Regions from separate parts of the Mus musculus genome. Here region 1 is linked to region 2. A link is a contact called in public promoter capture Hi-C data. All regions are on one chromosome and are shown on one strand. Each heading gives the region's core, a stretch centred on a gene start, on an enhancer-like site or on the middle of the called end of the contact. The rest is flanking DNA. Distances are from core to core; before and after follow the strand shown. Region 1 holds the start of Cyp2j5 (cytochrome P450, family 2, subfamily j, polypeptide 5). Region 2 overlaps Gm12694 (a long non-coding RNA gene).

Region 1 (7,581 bases), core at 1,115-3,614, 1.7 Mb after region 2:
ACTAGAATATTCTTTAGTTGCAAAGTAAAATGAGATTGTCAGGAAAATTGATGCTTTTGGAAAATGTAATTAAAGATGATGACCAAACTCAGAATGAAAAATACATGCACATGTTCTCTCACATGCCTTACTTTGCATGCATGTAATTATCTATATAAGTATAAGTATATATACAACTTAGAAAAGACGTCAAGAAATGGAAATACTAGCTTATGAGGAGACATCTATTGCAGGCAAAAGTATACAATAGTCTTGAAAGAGGTTATATAAACTTGCTAGTTTACTTTCTTTTTTTCTTAATCATTTTGTTTACATTTCAAATGTTATACCCTTTCCCTGTCTCTCCTCCATGAACCCCCTACCCAATTCCCCTCCCCTTTGCCTCTAAGAAGGTGTTCCCTCACCCACTCCTTACCATATCTTGAAATACTGGAAATCTTGAACATGAGGTTGAAAACCTCTTCTTTCATCTACCTTAATTTTTGAGCATTGTAAACCCTTACAACATTGTAAACCCTTACAACAAAACTGTTGATACTGACTCTCTAGCTCTACTTTAAACTAAAACACCTTAAACACAACTATTTTACTTTACAAATTTAAGGCATTTCAGACAGCACTCTGTGGTCCTGTTTATTACCTTTCTAGTTACAATTCCTCATAGAAGCCAACAACACATGGCTCTCCATCGGGAAATGCAGGCAGCTTCCTTTAAAATGATAACGTTTCACAATGGAATTTCTTACCAATTCTTATACAGTTGTGGATGACAAGGTAAGTGTAATACACCATAAAAAATATAAAGTGAACATTACTGTGGTCAAGAAACTTGTTGCAGTAAATCTCTCCAACCTAATTATGCCAGGGCAATGAAAACACAATACAATTAATATAAATCCATGCTGTGTGCCTAGATTGGACAGATCTATGGCTACACTACCATCTTCTCCTTCTATGAGATCCCTTAGAACTTGCAGTTTCTCCAGGCCATGTGCTTCTGCTCTGCCTTTCTTCTTCTTCTTCTTCTTCTTCTTCTTCTTCTTCTTCTTCTTCTTCTTCTTCTTCTTCTTCTTCTTCTTCTTCTTCTTCTTCTTCTTCCTCTTCCTCTTCCTCTTCCTCTTCCTCTGTATCCTCTCCCTCTTCCATTTTCTCCTTCTTCTCTCCCCCACCTTCTGCTCCACTTTCCCTTTTATCTGCCCAATCATCAGCTCCCCTTTATTTTACAAATTAAGGTGGGAAGCAGGTTTACAGGAAATCACCTGAGTGCTGACTCATTCTTTGTTCGAAACCACTCACAGGAGAATAGAATTACCATCAAATATAATTAGCCCCAAGGCTATCCACGACAGAAACTTACCATTTTTACCTGTGATTCGTTCTCTAACCGGTGTCATAAAGCGATTCACAAAATTTTGGTCCAGGTGGGTAAACATTTCTTTGATTAAAGGCAGTCCTGATACAACCACCACTGGTGATTGGCCCAACTCCAGACTAAATACATTCCCATATTTCTTCACAAACTGTAAAATATTTCAATAGTCAGAGTTAAGTGTGTGAATGTCTGAGGATCTAATATAATAATGTCAGGCATGTGTGTTAGTGGACTTATAGTGAAGTTCTATATGTTTTTGTGAGAACATGAAAATTATTCTGTGGAGAGCTCACATCCCCCATTCAAGTAAGTAAATAAACATAGAAAAAGATGTAAACTTAAAGTGAGTCCTTTTGACCTAAGTTCTTTAAGAAACAATAGACCAAATAAAATATACAAGATTAGATAAACAAACAAAAACTCTACTACTCCAGAGCAGTGGAACAGGTTTACAAAACAGGTACTACTTTCATGGTGCCAACATTTTAAAAGGAAAAATAATGGAGTCTATTGACTGGAGGAGACAGAAGTTGTAGTGAGTTTAGCAGATGCACAGAACAAGCTTTAGAGTCCTGTAGCCCTGTCCTCCTGTCTGGGCTGTTGGGAATATTACCAACCCTGCAATTTTGGATTAGTGTCATGATACAGACAAGACACTCTCAGCCCCATCTTACCTGCTGAAGCACCAAGTGGGTTTGCTTAGTGTCTATTTGAAAGAAGTTGCCCACAAAGGGCAGACGCCATGGCCCTGGTGGGTAGTTTTTGGGGTGACGGCTTCTGAGGATGTTAATCAGGAACAGGAAAGTGACAACAGCCAGTACCAGAGTCTTGAGATGGAGTGCTTCCCAGAAGGTGGTCACCAGGGAGCTCAAAAACATAATCATATTTGGGATCCTTGCACACTCCTCTGTAGAAAAGAAAATGGGGAACAGTAGGCTCTCTATGACAGGGTTACAGTGGACATTCTCACCCCTTCCTGCCCCTTGATGATCTTCCAAGTACAAGCCCTGCTGTGGCTTGGATTACCCACTGTTGGGTGAAGCAGCCTGGTTATTTATTTCTAGAAATCGTCAATATCGGGTGGGAATAGACCACACTGAGGGAAATTGCTTACTTATAAAGAACTGTTTTGGATGACAGGGAGATTCCTAGGTTTATGATTTTCATACTCAGACCCCAGTCTTTGACCTGCTGTTTTCCAGTCAGCATTTTACCCAGTGACCATAACCTGCCTGGTAAACAGACATTTCTGCTGATTTTTTCAGGGCACTCATCTCTTTACATACGCTCTGTACATTTTAGGATCATGAAGTTGGTATAAGTTATTCAGGGGATGGTCTTTTACTAAGTAAATTATTTCCTTTGGCAGTTCTTCATATATAAATTTTACATTATGACTTACTCTCACTCTGCCACTCTTCTCTTTCTCTCTGACCCCATCAACATTCTCTTTTCTTTTTATGTTTTGGGGGTTTTTCATTTTGTTTTGTTTTTCTTTTCTTTTTCTATGTTCATGGCGTACCATTTTGTTTGTTACCCACTGAGTTTAATCAGAGTTTCCTGTGGGAACAGAAGTATGTAAATATTCAACAGAACATAGTGGGACCACCAATGAGCTCACATCTGAAGGTAATGATGTTCTCATTTCCCAGCATCCATCAGTAGGCAATATTTAATTAGGGAGAGATAAGGCCCCTTCAGCCCTTCTCCTATCCATGACTGGGCATTGTTAGGTATAGTCCTATGCAGTCCCAGTGCACCAGGCAAACACAGATACTATGAGTTTATAATTACTATGGACAATACATGTTCAGAACATAGCATTTTGAAATTCTCATGCAGTCTTCCAACTCTATTAAGATTTTCTGTCCATTTAATAATAGTCTCTTAGCTTTAGATGGAATAGTATAAAGATCCCATTTAGATTTTAGCACCCAAATGACCTATACTCTCAGGAACTTGAGCAGTTAAAAGTGCCTGTATCCACTGTTACTCATTAACTGAGAGTACCTTTCCTTTGTGGGTATAAATATAGATTTTTACAAGGCAGTTTGGTGCCAAATTAATACAGCTAAAGTACAGCAGTCAATTCATGCCTAGGACCTATGACCTACATGACATTGGGTTTTGTCAGGTTTATAGTACAAAGTAGCATAAGCAGGAGATGAACTTGATAGCATTGGCTCACATTGAGGGAACACCGGTTAAACATTATTATGTGTCACCCAGCACTGACACTGACAAATATGGCTGTTTATGGAAGTATTTTAAAGATAACACAGGATCTTACTAAGCTCCTAGCACTGAATATTTTTAGGTTCTCAGATGTGTTTTAATTGAATGTCTTGTTTCTAATTACTTACTTTTTCTTTCATTCCCTCTCTCCCTTACTATTTTACACCTTTCAAAGCTTGAACCCAGGGCCTTGAGCATGCTAGACAATTACATTGCCATTGAGATGCATTCCCTGCCCTGAGAAATTCCCCGTTGAGATTTAATCTAATTTCAATCAGGTTGGCTAAAAGAAAAAAGAAAAAGAAAGAAAGGAAGGAAGAAAGAAGGAAAGAAAGAAAGAAAGAAAGAAAGAAAGAAAGAAAGAAAGAGAGAAAGAGAGAAAGAAAGAGAAAAAGAAAGAAAGACTAGAGAAGAAGGAAGAAAAGGAGGAGAAGAAGATGAAGAAATAATGTTTGAACAAATATAGGGTGGGAAACACTTATTTGATGTGGGCAAAAATAAAACTGGTGAAGCCATTACATGATTCAGTATGGAGGTTCCACAAAAAGCTAGAAATAGGTCTGCTAGAAATAGTTTCTATTTGGGCACATATTCAAATGACTCTGAATCTTACTACAGAGATACTTACACATTTGTGTTCATTGATGTTCTAGTCATTATAGGCACAGAAAACAGCATATATGCCCACCAACTGATGAATGGATAATGAAAATGAGTATATTTATATGATGACATGTTATTCAGTTGTTCATAAAAACAAACTATTAAATAATCAAGTACGTTGATGGAGCTGAAAAATATTCTGACTGATGTAACACAAGAACAGAAAGACAAATGTAACATTTTCTCATTTGTTGATGCTAGCATTGAATCGTTAGACACAGCCACAGAGGTCACAAAACTATTCAGAGTCCATGGATGCCAGGGACTGGGATAAGGATGGAGATTTAAATGGAGGAGACATAAAGAGAGAATACAAAGACAACAAGAATGCAGAGTCCTTAGTCCCAGGGACCATTGTAGGAAAGTGTAAGAGCCAGATGCAGTGGATGACTACAACAAAGCAATCTTCTCTGTACAGCTGTACTACAAACTTACAGGTATTATGAAGAAATGTGCAAAACCTTCACAAACCCAAGCCAGTCAAATTTCTGCATACAGAAAGAAGGTGGACATCATATCCCACATGTAGCTAAGGAGTTTTTGTCAACTGACAGCTGCTGGTAGAGAGAAAGAGATGGTTTTCTTTAAGAGTATGGCAGGTTTTAGCTTAATGATACTGAAGTGTGTGGCTTCATATCCAGGTTTACATTACTAGTACAAATTGGACTTGATATTTTTTTAAAAAAAATAATAAAATATGAGGACAAAAATGAGTAGGAATGAAAAGGAAATGGGGATCTGAGAGGAGGTTGGAAAGGGATAAATTTGATGAAAACACCTTACATGAGATTCTCAAAGACTTTAAGAAAATATTTTGACCTTAGGCCCGAACTCAGTGGGCAGTCCCACGGTCCCCAGAGGACTCTCCACTTCCCAGGCACCCTAACAAGCCCAGGATCTTAGAATCACTGGTGAGTGGGACACATCTGTTCCAAAACAATAGTGATGGGTCTGTGCCAGCAGAACACAGGAAACTCACCCAACCAACACCTCAAGTTCCTTCTGGTTGATACTGGTATACCTTGGTTTGGAGCACAACAGATAGCCCAACAGTCCCCAGAGGAGATACCACATCCAGGCTCTGTAACATGCCCAGGATCTTAGGATCCCAGGATCTTGGTCACACCAGTATCTCAGGGTCTCAGAGGAAGCTTGACTGCCAAGAACTCTGACACACCCAGAATCTCAGGTTCACAGGGTCCTGGAATCACTGGATCAGAGAGAAAGCTGGACTTGGAGGAGTTCTGAATCAACTGGGACTACAGGAAGGACAGGCTCCAATCAGATATATTGAGGGCAGCAAGCACTTGAGATAATCAGATGGCAGGAGGAAAGCATAAGAACAGAAGCAACAGAAATCAAGGTCACTTGGCATAATCAGAACTGAACTCAACCATCATAGCAAGTCCTGGATACACCATCACACCAGAAAGCAAGATATGGATCTAAAGTCACTTCTTATGATGATTATGGAGAACTATAAGAAGGAAATAATAACTCCCTTAAAGAAATACAGGAGAACACATCCAATCAGGTGAAAGAATTGAATAAAACCATCCAGGATCTAAAAATGGAAGTAGAAATAATAAATAAACCACAAAGGAAAACCACTCTGGAAATAGAAAACCTAGGAAAGAAGTCAGGAACCATAGATGCCAGCATAACCAACAGAATACAAGAGACCGAAAAGAGAATCTCAGATGCAGAAGATACCATAGAAATCATTGACACAACAATCAAACAAAATGCAAAACACAAAAAGATCCTAAATCAAAACATCCAGGAATCCAGGACACAATGAGAAGACCAAACCTAAGGATAATTGGTATAGACAAGAAGGAAGATTTCCAACTTAAAGGGCCAGTAAATATCTTCAACAAAATTATAGAAGAAAACTTTCCCAAATTAAAGGAAGAGATGCCCATGAACATACAAGAAGCCTACAGAACTCCAAATAGACTGGACCAGAAAAGAAATTCCTCCTGACACATAATAATCAAAACACCAAATACACAAAACAAGAAATAATATTAAAAGCAGTAAGAGAAAAAGGTCAAGTAACATATAAATGCAGACCTATCAGAATTACACCAGACTTCTTCCCAGAGACTATGAAAGCTAGAAGATCCTGGGCAGATGTCATACAGACCCTAAGAGAACACAAATGCCAGCCCAGGCTACTATACTCAACAAAACTGTCAATTACCATAGGTGGAGAAAACAAGGTTTTCCATGACAAAACAAAATTTACAAAATATCTTTCCACAAATCCAGCCCATCAAAGGATAATAAAGGGAAAACTCAAATACAAAGAGGGAAACTAAAATCAAGAAAAAGCAAGAAAGTAATCCAACAAACCTAAAGAAGATAGCCACATTAACAGAATTCCAACTCTAACAACAAAAATAAGAGAAAGCAACAATGACTTTTCCTTAATATCTCTTAATATCAATGGACACAATTCCCCCAATAAAAAGACAAAAGACTAACAGACTGGTTATGTAAACAAGACCCAACTTTTTGCTGCACACATGAAACCCACCTCAGTGACAAAAACAGACACTACCTTAGAGTAAATGCTGGAAAACAATTTTCCAATCAAATGGTCCCAAGAAACAAGCTAGAGTAGCTATCCTAATATCGAATAAAATCGACTTTCAACCTAAAGTTCTCAAAAAAGATAAGGAGGGACACTTCTTATCATCAAAGGTAAAATTTACCTAGATGAACTCTCAATTCTGAACATCTATGCTCTAAATGCAAGGGCATCCACATTCATTAAGGAGACTTTGCTAAAACGCAAAAAACACATGGCACCTCACACAATAATAGTGGGAGACTTCAACACCCCACTCTCATCAATGGACAGATCCTGGAAACAAAAACTAAACAGAGACATAGTGAAACTAACAGAAGTTATGAAACAAATAGATTTAACAAATATCTATAGAACATTTCATCCTAAAACAAAAGGGTATACCTTTTTCTCAACACCTCATGGTGCCTTCTCCAAAACTGACCATATAATCATTCACCAAATAGGCCTCAGTAGATAGAAAAATATTGAAATAATCTCATGTACCCTATCAGATCACCAGAGACTAAGGCTGATCCTAAATACCTACATAAATAATAGAAATCCCACATAAACTTGGAAGCTGAACAACAAACACTCTACTCAATGATAACTTGGTCAAGGAAGAAATAAAGAAAGACATTAAAGACATTTTAGAGTTTAATGAAAATGAAGCTACAACATGCCCAAACTTATGCAGTCCTAAGTAGAAAACTAAAAGCAGTCCTAAGAGGAA
Region 2 (6,710 bases), core at 1,599-4,098:
AAGCACATCTCGCCTCGTCCATGGTACAGCCCAGTGTGTGCTTTTCCCAAAGGCACGGGCACAGAAAGAACACATCCAGAAAGAATCCCAACTCTCTGGGAAGTAGCTTAGGATGGCACAAATAAGATTGGAATGAAAATGTAGAACTCTTAAAATGCCAGAGACCCGTTTCGTGAATTTACTATTATTTCACAAGCAGAATAGGTGAAGGCATTCTGTGTATGGTGTGGAGGAAGGACATATACCTTGTGAAGTGCAGGTGGTGTTCTTCGAGGTACGATTACAGATACTGCTTACTAATCATTGACTGTATCCTAGGCTTACTTTAATCATTTTATGTGCTAGTACACTCTATGGAGGTGTTGGTGCAGTGGGTCACACTGAGGAACCCTGAAAGGACTTTAGGAAAGTTGTCTGAAGAGCGAAGTCTGCTGTTTATCATATCATCATTGCCATTGTCACAATTCTTTATGAGTTCATTGAGAATTTTATCATATATTTTCCTCATGCACCCCGTCTCTTCCATATCTAACATTTGGGAATTTGGAAGAGAAAGGGGGTCTCACTCTATGACTTTGACTGGCCCAGTGCTTAACTATGAAGACCAGGTTGGACTTAAGCTCATAGTAGTCTTTTGGCCTCAGCATTCTGAGTGCTAGGATTACAAATATGAGCCGCCATGCCTCTCTTCCAAGATCATTAAAAAAAAAAAAGTAAGGTCTGGTATTAAGACTCTGAGTTGCATGATAAAGCTTAAATGAGCATGCGCTGTTTTATTACCAGCTATAATGATATTTCCTGTAAATACATTTTGTCTTACTTATACCTCCAGCTGTGTGGTGATAAATGTACAGGTGTTTCTTCTAGAAAACAGGCTTGAAGGGAAAGGTGACAGCTGACATGTATAAATTACAAAGGGGGTGGGCAGTGGTGACGCACGCCTTTAATCCCAGCACTTGGGAGGCAGAGGCAGGTGGATTTCTGAGTTCGAGGCCAGCCTGGTCTACAAAGTGAGTTCCAGGACAGCCAGGGCTATACAGAGAAACCCTGTCTCAAAAAACAAAACAAAAACCAAAACCACCACCACCACCACCACCACCACCACCACCACCAACAACAACAACAACAACAACAACAAAAAAAACCAAAACCAAACAAACAAATTACAAAGGGAAGGAATTTGACTGTGGACAAAATATGGTATGAGCCCCGTTGGATCTACTGGACGGAGCAACTTTCTACTCTAATGTGAATGCCTGGGCTTAAACTGAGGTGAGGTAACTTTGCATAACTATGCTCATTTCTTCTCTGACAATCTGATAGTTAAGTCACGTTGTGGCAGATGAGTAGAGGTTCTCCTTATCAGTTAAGAACAAAGGATGGGCAAGCTTAGGATTCTGCCCATGGACACAAGGCCCTGAGACAAAGTGCTGAGGGGGAGGGAAGGCTCCCCAGGTGATGGGAGTGTTTGGAGACACAGGGATACCTAACAGTATCTGGAGACTCGACGGCTGATTCAATGGTTATTTACTGAGTGACTCCTCTATGTCAGGTGACACATCATAGAAATAATGTGTGGCTGTCATCCAGAAATTCATTGTTAGAGGTTGAAATATACGTCTGAAATCCCTATGGGGAAGTCCTGATCCCCTGGTACCTCATAATGCGACTGGATTCACCAATAAGGCTTTTAAAAAGGTAATACAGGTAGCAAGAAATGAGTCAGGTGGGCCTTAGTCCAGAAATACGGTGTCATTCTAGACTATGGCATGGAAGGCAGGACTTCTTGCACAGGAGAAGAGAAGCGTCAGAAGAAGTCACCCTGCTAACCCTTTAATCTACATCTTCTAGCCTCCAGGACGGTGGGAAAATAAATTCCTGTTGCTTAATTGGACAACTTGTGGTATTTTGTCATGGCAGTTCTAGGAAATGAATGCATGCTGGGAATATAAATTTTGCAAGATGTAGTTTCCTGGACTTCAAATGTCCATGCTACAGGGAGACCTTAGACAAGCACTGGTGATTCTGGGCTGTGATGTAGCGCAGTTGCCTTTAGCTGGGTGCAGGTGAGTTTGGCCATAACCCTAAACTTTTTTTTTTACATGTTTTCACATATTTTTTGACTTATTTACTTTGACCTTCATATCACCCAATGGCATGACTCTGATGCCTGAAGGAGGTCCCTTTCTGTGCTATCTGGTTGATACATTCCTCTCTGCTCCACCCAGGGACAATCTGTTGACCTTCAAATACTCCTCCATATTTCAATTCTGCCCTTCCCCTTCCACTCAGTTTCTTCTGTCTCTTCAATATGGACCATTTGTCTTGTTTAATTCCTTATTTCCCTAAACCAATACCCTATGTAGCCATATAGGCATATGCATATACAGGTTGTTTCACTTTTCTGTTAGTGTGCTTGCCTTCTGTATACAAATCTCTCTCTCTCTCTCTCTCTCTCTCTCTCTCTCTCTCTCTCTCTCTCTCTCTCTCTCTTTCTTGTTAGGTTGGTTGTATACTTTCAGAGCTCAACTTGATGCCCAGCATAGAGTTTTGCTCCAAATCTAGTAGAATATGGGAGTGGAATTAGAATGGGCCCTAGACTCTGGGTTCTTTCTTTGCTATAACCTACAAGAACAAAGAACATTCATCCAGAAAAAAAAAAAGAAAAAAAAAGAAAAACAGAAAAAAAGAATGACTTTACAGGGTAGCGTGTAGACGGGTTGTACACACACGCATGAGTAACTGTGTTATCTTCAGTAATGATTTTAGCTCTGACACTAGACCACCTCCATTATACCAGTCAGCCAGCAGTGTGATGACCAATTTTCCAAATGATTAACCAAATGTTTGCTTTGCTCAATCTAACAGAGCAATTAGAGAGAATGGTGGTGAGACCAGGACGAGAAGTCTTAGAGAGCAGAGAAGGGAGCAGTCCTAAGCAAAGAACAATGGAGCTTGCTTTTAAGATCGTCTTTTAAGAAAGATGAGTGGAGTTCATGAGTATTCCAGAGAGTGAATGGCTCAGGCCACGTCATGAGACTTGGGATTGTGCAATAAAGATCAAGAGGACATGAGCATGTTGGGGGTAGGGGATAGGTAGAAAATTAAAGGTCACAACCAACATCTTTGTGCACAACATTTGTTTACATTTGAAATATTTATAGAAAGTTTTAGATTTGAGCATTGTTTATACTACCAAAATATTGGAAATGTCCAAGATATGAGAAAAGATAAAGTATGATGCATTTATTCAGTATAATATAATAGCTATATGATTAAATATGGTTGTAATAAAGATCTTGATATAACTATGTCTTTTGAGTAATCATAAATGAAATAGCAGGGTTTGGCTTGATCATATGTATTTAAAAATAAAATAAATTATAATCAGAGGAATCAAATGTAGGAAATAATGTCAGTGATGGTCATTTGGGTGATGCCCTTCTACGCTGTTATAGCTTATTTTGTGCTTTTCAGTTATCTACAATGGAAATGAAAGTCTCACGATGGACCTTTGAAAGATCCAGCAAGGCCTGGTAGTGCAGGACTGTAGTTCCAGCTCCTGAGTGAATCAGAAGGATCAGAAGTTCAATGCCTATCAGGGCTTCATGTGCATTCAAGCTGTTTGGTTTACAGGGTGAGTGTAAGGTCAGTCTGGACAAGTTGGCAACACCCTGTTCAAATTTTTTTTTAAGTAAAGAACAAAAATTCTGGGGGGATGCATGTCAGTGGCAGGATGCTCGCCCATCACGTATGAGGCCCCTGGCTCAACCCCTAGCACCACACGTGATAGGAAAGAAAATGCTCGTGTCCTGCCCCCAAGATTTCTGATGTCAGTCCTTTACAGTTTATGGTTAAAAGACGAAGTTTGTAGGAACCTTGTGTGACCAGAAGAGAAAAGGCCACAAAGGCCGGGCGTGGTGGCACACGCCTTTAATCCCAGCACTTGGGAGGCAGAGGCAGGCGGATTTCTGAGTTCAAGGCCAGTCTGGTCTACAGAGTGAGTTCCAGGACAGCCAGGGCTACACAGAGAAACCCTGTCTCAAAAAAAGAAAAGAAGAAAAAAAAAAAAAAAGAAAGAAAGAAAAGAAAATTAAAAAAAAAAAAGGAAAAAAAAGGCCACAATATCACTGAGAGACAAAGAAAAGATCAAGAAAGAAAACAAAAGACCAATGGCTGTAATTTTGTCTGTCCTTATCTAAAACTGAGAGGCGATATCAATTGTTAGTCTTTCTAGTGAACTCTGGGCCCAAAGGGTAGAAAGAGGGTTAAGTCCCACCACAACCCAACACCACTTTCAGTCTCACTGAAAGCTTCCCACTGACTTTTAGTCTCTAAGCAGACAGTGCTAGCGCAGTGTCACACACGGTTCAGCCAACCCCTTCCAGTCCATTTGAGTTCTGTCCTTCTGTATGAACCTGCTGAGAACAGATAATTCTCCATGAGACACTTCTGCTATTCTCTGACCCTCTCTATATGAGGTTTAATGAGACCACATGTAATGTCTGCATCGCTGTCTCCTCCACACCGGACACAAGCCCCCACACACGTAAACACTGGAATCCTGACACAGGGCTGCACATAAGCAAACACTGTAAACATCAATGAACACACAAGGGAAGGACTGAATGCATGTTCCTTGAGTTTTCCCCTCCTGGTAATGGGTCCCAGTTCTGTCTTAGTAAATCCTTCCTGACGTGGTTTCTGAACTTTCATTTACCATCCTACACCTCATATTAAAATGCCGAGCTCACGAATCTGCACAATAGTTCTCACCCAATCCATGGGATCTTCAGCTTCTCCAGAATGATCTATTTCAGAGGGAGATGATCTTCCCCAGGGAAGAGCACACCAACTGACTCTCCTGTACCAGATTGTCAGCCCTGAAATCATACATGCAAGTAACATTATATGGCCTGAACAGGCTACATTTAGGTATATATGTCTACATATATATGCATGTGATAACAATTAGTGAGAGGAAAGGAGGCCATGGGTTTGAAGGAGAGCAGAGGGGTCACAGCAGAGTTTGAAGGGAGGAAAAGGAAGGGAGAGATGTAATTATCTTATGACCTCAAAAATAAAGAAGGATGACCCATTGTTTTGTGATGTGACTCAAGATTTTCATGACCACTGTGAAAGTCACTGGTGTTCAAGATGCATGTAATTTGCAGGGTTAGGGCTTGGAGTGCATGGGAGCAACCCAGCGGCACCATTTCTAGTTACACGACTGAAGACCTTACACAACACTGTGCAAAAGACAGCACAGTCAGCCAGAAGTCCTTTAACGGCCAAGGACTCTGTCACTCAGAGTCCCTATTCTGCATGCTCCTTATTCGTCAAATGGAGATAATTAATAGTCCATGCCTTGGAGAGTCGTTGGGGACTCATCAAAGCATGCATGGGAACAATCACTGAGACCTTCAGTAAATTACTCAAGTCTCTGATTCTCAGAACACTGCCCGAGTCCTAGCTTTCTCTCCATGCCTGCCCATTCCAGATTGCTGTCAGTCAATCTAGCAAATGCTTTCGTTCTTTCGCTAATCCTCAACTTCTTTTTTTAGATTAAGAGTAATTACTCCCAAATGTATACATGAAAGCCTGACTCTTGCCTAACATACATCAAACCATCTGTACATATGTGTCTAGGTTTTATTTATTATTCTTCATTAAATCTATTTCAAGTGAAAACAGTCAGTTTGCCTAAGCATTAAATTATCTCAGCACAGCGGCGTTGCTCTGCTGCCATTTTCCACCAGAGGTCACTGTTTCTCTAGGAAGGGGTCAGCCTAGCGTTTAAAACCAGACAGATCTTTTGGGAAGGTGATGTTTCTCCCGCGATCACAGAATTAAGTGCATACCAAAGTACTAGGAGTATAAGGATGGTGCCATTTCGATTTTACTTCCTGGATAAAAGTTCCAGCTATTGCCGAAATGCTAAAGGCCTGTGTCCTGCAAGGGCCTTTTAGACAGTTTAGTACAGGGGTCTCACAAATGAGACCAAGCTCAATCTGGTTTCGTACGCTTTTGTTGTTATTTATTTTGTCACACACATGTTGATTACTATTGTTATTACTGGGCAGATAGATTAACCACAAGATCACACATTAAAAAAATATAGATTTAATAACAATCCTTAAAAAAATAACCCCAAAATCCTCACAATGCCAAGTCCACCAGCCCTTATGGCAACAGCTTCTAGAACTCATTTAATTCACACCATTATTCAACAAGGCACATGCTGGTCTGCTCACTAGTTCCCATTTAGCCCCCTGTATCTACCTGAACCTCAGAACTGGAGTATGTGACCCAAATGTTCTGCTACACACCCTTCGTGATGACACTGGAGTCGAGAAGTAAGGAGTTGCTTACTCAAGGTCACACCATGAATGAGGTGCTGTGTTCAGCTCCCGGGCCTCCCAGTACGGATGGCTGTGGTCAGTTCCCACTCCAGCAGATTCTCAGACACAGGCTGGTCCTGACCCCCAGATATGCCTTAGTTAGTACCTCCAGTCCTTTCTTCCTCTTTTCCAGCAGGCTAGGGTTCCAAGGAGGATGAAAGAGGCCAGGAAGGCAGACTCAGTAACATCTGAGGCTTTGGGGGTACAAAGAGAAGGGGTCCTGGAGAAAAGGGAGAAAAGCAATCCGCCACAGGACCCTATTCTTGGTGGCTACTGTTCTCTAAATTCTAGTTTGACTTCTTAGCCTCC

Evidence for each region. Promoter capture Hi-C pulls out the DNA fragments that hold promoters and counts their contacts.
Region 1: a promoter capture Hi-C map of liver shows a contact between it and region 2, with 4 times the contacts expected there. The contact joins the promoter of Cyp2j5 here to the enhancer-like site in region 2. A contact is called at or near these places in 8 of 39 promoter capture datasets (the 3T3-L1 cell line, 3T3-L1-derived adipocytes, cranial neural crest and 4 more) and 3 of 484 Hi-C or Micro-C datasets (adipose-derived mesenchymal stem cells, embryonic stem cells and pro-B cells).

What each region holds. Positions count from the first base shown.
Region 1 is chr4:96,661,755-96,669,335 of GRCm38.p6, forward strand. Cyp2j5 (cytochrome P450, family 2, subfamily j, polypeptide 5) reads right to left here and starts at 2,365. Exons shown (of 9, transcript NM_010007.4): 1 at 2,047-2,365; 2 at 1,358-1,520. The coding sequence starts at 2,256.
Region 2 is chr4:95,002,588-95,009,297 of GRCm38.p6, forward strand. The region is part of intron 2 of Gm12694 (a long non-coding RNA gene); the gene reads left to right. Among named protein-coding and RNA genes, the nearest start is that of Gm12694, 27 kb to the left of the region's middle. Within about 2 kb of position 2,849, at least 11 of the 459 cell types and tissues checked have an H3K27ac peak or open chromatin away from gene starts, as enhancers often do. A contact at or near this core is called in liver, where this site is marked.